2 separate regions of the Mus musculus genome follow, and region 2 is linked to region 1. A link is a contact called in public HiChIP or PLAC-seq data. All regions are on one chromosome and are shown on one strand. The core of a region is the stretch at or near the end of the contact, and the rest is flanking DNA. Distances in the headings are between cores, read along the strand shown. Region 1 holds the start of Pimreg (PICALM interacting mitotic regulator). Region 2 has its middle 21 kb from the start of Gm16013.

Region 1 (3,490 bases), core at 395-2,894:
CAGTTCTCTGATTGATTATTGGAGATTTGGTCTGGAAATACTTGTCTCTCTACACATGCTGAACTTGAGACCCATGGGTGTAAGAAGGAAGAAAGCACAGAGTTTAATAAGTCACAAGTTCCCCTTGGTGAGATTAGAGAGACTTTGGGGGAGCAGGGAACCAGTGTCTTGGCTCTGTTGGCTTTATGCAGCCAGCAGGAGGTGACAGGACCCAGAAGAGTGCTGGCTTCAGGAGTCAAGGGAGAGACCCCAGCTGGAAAAGGGTGGGGTCTGAGGAGCAACAGTGAGGGGGTCAACCCTGGTCACACAGACAACGTCCCTGCATGCATGGCCTTTGGGTCCTTCACCCTGCTACAGTTAGTGAGTGAAGTGTACGGCCAGTCTCTCCACACCCCAGCTACCTCACAGAGCTGCAGAGCACTGGGGATAAACTGGGCTTGCTGATAGAAAGGGAGTGTTTGCAAGTGCTACACACAAATCAACCATTATTATTATAGGGGGTTGGGAGGTAAACACTGAGGTCAGGAGAGGGTCAGACAATCCTGACACCAGGAAGAGGCCTGAAGAGTCTCTAGGAGTCTCACTCCAGGCTGAGGAAAGGAGAGAGGAGGGAGAAGAGAAATTCTTTTTTGAGGACCGATAAGAAGGCCCCATTGTGGTGGCACGCCAGGCCCCTTGATTTCAATCTTGGGGAGGCTGAGTGTGGCCAGTTAGAACCAACCACCTCTAACTCCAGCTCCAGAGGGTCTGACTTCCTCTTCTGTGTCGCCACCACGCCACCCCACAGGCATTTACATGCACAGAGACATATAATTAAAAATAAAAATATTTTTTTTAAAAAAAGTCAAAACCATAAAAATGAAAGCATGGGAGAAAGTGACCCAGCCTGGGTTGCTGTTGTTTGTCGTCGTCGTCTTTGTTTCTTGTTTTGTTTTTTTAGCTTGCTGGCAGACTACAGGAAAGAAAGATTGAAAGATGCGTAGAGCAAGACCCGGCAGAGGAACTGACCTAACTGTGGAGAGGGTGATCTACAGTCTGTCCCCTCCTCTGAGATGTGCTTTCTTGGGCGCCGCCAGCAGGGTGTTTGTTTGAGGAACAGACAGGGGCAGGGCCATCTCGCAGGAAGGAAGAGAATTACGCGGGGAATTTGAAACAAAACTTCCCAGGGATCGCAAAGCTCGGCAGTCCCAGCCTATCGCTTTGACAAAACTACTTATCGTGGGAGAGAAGTTAGGCGGGGTGAAGGACTGAAAGGGGCGCGTGCCCTGGGTGGCGGTGACCTGAACCCCCGCAGCATCCTGCACCCTGACCTGCATGCTTGAAGAAGAGAGCTTGGGAGAACGATGGACTAGGCGCGGTCGCCTGGGACCAAGCAGCCGGGATGTAGGGAGGCGGGCTGGTCGGTAACAGTGATCCGGTGGCGACCTGGACCCCTCTGCGGCGAGCCAGGTGGGGGGTCTACGAACGATGTATGGGCGTGGCCAGGCCAATCCCAAAGCAGGATTTACAGTCACGAGAGAAAAAGACCAATCGAAATCCGGGGCGGCGGTGGTGGATGGCTGATAGGGCCAATGGGCTGCAAGCGCCGGGGCGGGGCGGGGCCGCGCGGAGTTTCAAATCGGCTGCGGTGGGCTAGGAGAGGGTGTTGATCTTCGGGTCCGGGTATCGAGCAGGGAGGTGAGCATGCGGGGTTACCGAGGGGCTTAAGGAGGGGGGTGGGGGACGGTCTCACGGGGAGCTCTGAATGGGGAACGGGTCAGGAGCTCTGGATAGGACCCACAAGACAAAGGGAATGTCTAGGAGTTGCAAACGCCCCATCGGATCCGAGGCCTTGGCTGGATTGCTAAATCTGCTCCGGAGAGGAAAATTTGTGAAAACAGCATACTGCTGGTGCCCTGCGTAAGCGCCGAGGCTCCGTGACCTGTGTGCCACTCCACTTAGCCTATGGGGAATAGGCTAGGATGGAAAGACGGACAAATTGCCGCCTTGCAACGGAGGCAGCTGCTGACCATGATGCCATTGGTCATCTTTCTGGCATCCACAATTGCCCAACAGGCCTACCCCGCGAGGTTCCACTTCATCTCTTTCCCAGTTCCCAAGGTCCCTGGAGCCTTGGAATGGGGTCAGGGAGTACTTTGATGACCTTTTGACCTCCCCAGGATCTAGCGGGCAGCGGAAACTGGACCAAGCACATGGCGTCTCAGTGGCAGGGCATGAGGACCTCTGTGCGCAGACGATCACTCCTAAAGGAGGAACAGCTAGAGAAGAAGGAGGTGACCCGGTCTGCTGGGGGTCATCCGGAGACCGGTCCCTTGGGCTCCCTGTGCAGACAATTCCAAAGGAGGCTGCCTCTGAGAGCGGTCAGCCTGAACCTCGGTAACGGCCCCTCCTGGAAACGCCTGGAAAGTCCAGAGCCAGAGCAGCAAGGTCTTCAGGCTGCAGCTCGCTCAGCCAAAAGCGCCTTGGGTGCCATGTCCCAGGTAACAATGACACCACCAGCCGTCTGTTTACAGAAGCGTCCTTGGTGTTGACTGTCCCTATCCTCAGGGAGACCCCAGGAATATAGACTCCATGGGGTCTTGGGGTTTGATTAGGTTCTTGCCATTTTCCCAGAACCCCGGTCATTCTGGCACATAATAGTTTCCCAACAAATCAGTAGGTGAATAAAGTCATGGAAGAAATTGGTGTTCCCCATGCAAGGTGACCTGCCATGTCCTGTGATAGAAAATTGCAGGAAATGGCTATCTATAAAGAGATACCAGTCTCAAGCTTAGTGGATAAAGACTTCCTAGAATAGGTGACTCTTCCAAGATCACTCAGGAAAGGGGAGGTGTATGTAGGCACAGGGCCAGTGGGATGCTGTGAGTGAGTCCAGCGTGGATGCTGAAGAGAAGAGTCCCCAGTGTGAAGCTAAGCAGTCAGTATAGTGAGAGAGGTGATCCTGTGTGCTGACCCCCATTTAAAGTCTCCCAGTCACACTCTTACACCTTAGCTGTCAACTATTTGGTAGAAAAAGGCAGAGGAGCGGGGCTTGCAGAAAGGGTGCAACTTCCTGAGCGGTTCAGAAGGCAGATTTGAGGGGTGGTGTTTGTGTGTGGTGTGTCCAAGAGCCTTCGAGCAGATATCTTCTTTTAATGTTTTAATATTTATCTATGGGAGGAGCGCTTATGCAGTGGTACTTGTCTGGAGGTCAGAGAAGGAATAAGGTCTCCCTCCACCGTGTGGGTTCTGGAGATCACACGAGTTGCCTGGTTTGGTGGCAAGAAGATGTACCTGTTACGATATCATGTTGACCCCACCTAGGTCTTTAAACCTGGAGCTGGAGATGTGGGCAGGTGTCCCCTGGACAGGACAGAAGCTATGAGAATGAGCAGACCTCTAAGAAGAGAAGGGGGAATGGCCCCTGGCATCTTGCTGGCATTCTGATGGTGTAGGGAGAGAGCAGAGGCCTCTGACGACTCCACAGAGAGGTCTCCTTGCCAAAGTCTAG
Region 2 (3,490 bases), core at 712-3,211, 630 kb before region 1:
AGGCAGGACAAATTTGGGGTTAAAGGTGCTGTGGGTGGATTGATATCCCTTCCCTCCACTGGAACTCCCTTTTGTAGGATATAAAGAAGGGTCCCAGCTTGGATGGTTCATTCCAAGCATCCCTTGCACCCTGTGCTGAGGTTTGTGGAGGGTGAAGCATCCCAGGAACATAGCCCTCGATCCAGGAATTGGTATTAAAGTTTACACTTGTTCTGCCTGACCTGTGCTGTGTGACAACACTTGATCTGTGGTGCCTCAATCTTCCTATCTGTAAAATGGAGCAAAGAACACATCTGTTTATAGCTCACCGAGATTGCTTTGAGAGAATGGGGCAATGGAATGGAAATGAGTACAAGAGTGATTAATCATGGACAGTGTATATTCTGGAGCAGTAAGTGGCTTCCAGGGCCTCCCTCCCAGATTCCAGATGCCCACAGATGCACAAGACTCTTACATAAAATGGGATAGTGTTTACATAAAACCCCTGGACATCTTTATGTGTATTTTAAATGATCTCCAGATTGCTTAAATGTAAAATGCAGTATAAATACTGTGTAAATAGTTGTTAATACTATATTATTTGAGAAATAATAGCAAGAAAAACTCTCTATTCATTCAAGACAGACAGCATTTCTTGTGAGGTTAGATGCTGATATCAGAAGGTTCTGGTACCTGGCAGCATCTTCAGAGCTTGTCCAGGCGCAAGGACAAAAGGCCAGCATTGTGTTAGTCCTCTTTCATTGTACTCCTGTTATTTCTAGTGGCAGCATCGGGGTTTAACTTCAGCTTTGAAGGTAGGCACTGATGTACCCACTTAAGAAATGAGGAAGCTGAGGCTTTAAGGTTTACGTTCCTTGATAAGAGTTACGGTTATCGGGTATCCGAGTCCCTGCTTTGTAAGTGTGTCCTTCTGCTTCTCAAAAGCAGCCAAATACCAATCCCTACACTGTGTGGTGCTGAGGAACTACACAAGGAACTGCTCTCACAATATCTCTGCATTGATTTCTAGTGCTCAGAGCGATTCTCTTGATCCTTTTATTTTCCTAGTTGAACAAATATCCAGTCACTTCTCTGTATCGACAGTGACCACATTGCCTACATAGCCTCAGCCGTGTCCCTGTACCCTGGGTAACAGGTCCTCAGCCCCAAGTGACCACAGATACCTGGGAGAAAAGGTTTTTTACAAGCCTTCTTGAATTCTTTCCCTTCATTAGTCTACTGCCTGGGAAAATTCCCAGATTGTCCCTTCCCCCACCCCCAACCCAAAGCCACTTTGTTGCGCTGGCATAATTTCTTACAATAACATTAACATATCACTGGAGCTCATTACCTTTGGTGTAATAGTTCCCTATTGAACTGTGTCAGACTAATTATGTCAGTTCCTTTTCATTCCAGTTTAGTGCTTCTCCTGAGAGTCACAGTGCAGCACTGGTAATAATGATTAAACTGCTGTCTAATGCTCCACTGGATGGCCAAACCAAACAGGGAAATTCCTCGATGAAGATGGGACTCACACAGTCCTGCATTTGATGCAATTTGCTGCTTTAAAAGTCATTCCCTGGTGGCCATTTCTATGTGACATTGCAGGGCTGGCATTGTTGGGGAATGAGAGGGCAAATTAGAGGAGGAAATAACTTTGCAAGACCTGAAGTCACCAAGAAGCAACTCAAGTACTTTCCACTAGCCTGGGGAGCCTTGGAGTTCTGATGGGGACCATCTGGAGCCCAGCTCTGTAGCTCAGCCACTGGAGGTGTGGGTATACAGGAAGAGACCAAAGTAATGAATCAGGACAAGCCAATATCAAATGCTTGAAGCTCTGTTACTAGTGTCAGCTGAAAGAGGCCCTGGAAGATGAATGAAAATGAATCCATTTTCCCCATCCAGTGGTAGTGGGGAGAGCTCTTTGCTGGAGCCCAAGTGAGGCATGCCTTTGTCCTTTTGCATAAAGGGAAGGAATGAACCTCACCCTTTTGCAGGAGCATCGACAGAGGGCTGATGCCCTTTACCACCCACAGGGATGCTAATCTGTTCTAAGAACCTATCACCAACGATTACCATTCTAATAACAGCAGCTAGAATCAAATAAGTGGCTACTTTGTAAAGGCACTGAGTTAAGCTTTCATTTAACATCCAGAAAGAACTTTATGGGGAGGGAGTGTCTTATAGCTCCATTTTGCGGATGAGAATCTAGGTATGGGGAGATGACTTAATTTACACTTAATCTGGGTCGTCTGTGCTTCCACCCTGAGCTGTGTCCTCAAGATACTTTGTTAGCATGGTGAACACTACCTCAATTTTCTCGAGTCAAGAATCAATGGGTAATATCAGTACAGAATGAGCCATTCTGTGGGCAGGTGAGGACACAGGCCTGGAGAGCACAACATTTATTTGATCACAGTGGCTTGTTATGTGCTTGGCTCTATGAGGTGCAAGGGATCCTGGGATCAGTAAGAACTATCATAGACTTTGCTTTCCCAGGGACTTAAATTTATTTTGTAGCATTAAGACAGGATATTGGTACCAAAAAGGTGGGTAGTTCTGTACAAATTTCTAAAAGTATACAATTGACCCTCAAACAGGATACCCTGCAGAGGCTGGAGAGTGGTGGGATACATGCTAGTGAAAGCCCACGTTATGCATGGACTGCTGAAGGTGATTTGATGAGGCCTTGGAAGAAAACAGTGGAGAGCTGCAAAGGGTATCTGAGATATCTTAGAGTATCTGAGACATTAAAAATGTTTAGAAGCATAGATGGTCCATAGTCTATTTTGTTCTGTTATCACAAAGCTATTACCAGAGACTGGGTAACTTATAAAGAAAAGAAACTTGTAGTTCTGGAGAATAGGAAATCGAGTGTCAAGGGGCTAAGATTCAGCAAGGGCTTTTTTTGCTGCTTTGTCTCATGGCTGAAGGTGAAAGGGAGGCATAAGAGGCTAAGAGAGTTTTTCATTTACATTGTTCAATAGGGAACTGTAGTTCTTTGCTAATTTGTGGGTCCTTCTTTCTTCCACCCTTCTTCACCCTTTTCCAACTCCCTAACACTAGATAAAAGAACTCAGATTAAAGTCAGGGGTTGAAATGGGGTGATATCATTCTTAGACAACTTCCTGCCCATTTAGGGGTGTCAAGTTCCTTGGGGCAAATTTGATCGTCACCATTAGGATATCTAATTTCTTCTTATTTCTTCTTTGTGCATGACTACTAACAAACTGCAATCAACAATGACCAGTGACAACAACCAAACCCAACAACCTCCCATCCTGCCTCTCAGGGCCCTAGTGTTTATATACCCTCTGAAAATTCCCCAGAATTACAAACATCAAACAATCACAGAAACTATCTGCAGCTGGCAAAATGACATCCCTGCTAGAGCACAAGACAAATCACAGTCAGCTGCTGAGGACAGTCTGAAGCAGCCCCATATCCCACATCTGGGACTGAAATAAAACACATTCTTATACTATTTTTTGTGTTTTTCAAAGAAACCAAA

Evidence for each region. HiChIP or PLAC-seq counts read pairs in DNA pulled down with a chosen protein or histone mark.
Region 2: an H3K4me3 HiChIP or PLAC-seq map of embryonic basal ganglia shows a contact between it and region 1, with 5 times the contacts expected there. The contact joins the enhancer-like site here to the promoter of Pimreg in region 1. A contact is called at or near these places in 6 of 39 promoter capture datasets (the C10 cell line, cranial neural crest, embryonic stem cells and 2 more), 7 of 115 datasets of contacts at active chromatin or transcription factors (embryonic basal ganglia, embryonic forebrain, embryonic hindbrain and 4 more) and 1 of 9 other capture datasets (embryonic stem cells).

What each region holds. Positions count from the first base shown.
Region 1 is chr11:72,040,858-72,044,347 of GRCm38.p6, forward strand. It overlaps Pimreg (PICALM interacting mitotic regulator), which reads left to right and starts at 1,645. Exons shown (of 6, transcript NM_144526.3): 1 at 1,645-1,677; 2 at 2,160-2,480. The coding sequence starts at 2,193. It also overlaps a transcript of Aipl1 not described here.
Region 2 is chr11:71,413,655-71,417,144 of GRCm38.p6, forward strand. No RefSeq gene overlaps it. Among named protein-coding and RNA genes, the nearest start is that of Gm16013, 21 kb to the right of the region's middle. Within about 2 kb of position 1,962, at least 20 of the 459 cell types and tissues checked have an H3K27ac peak or open chromatin away from gene starts, as enhancers often do. A contact at or near this core is called in embryonic basal ganglia, where this site is marked.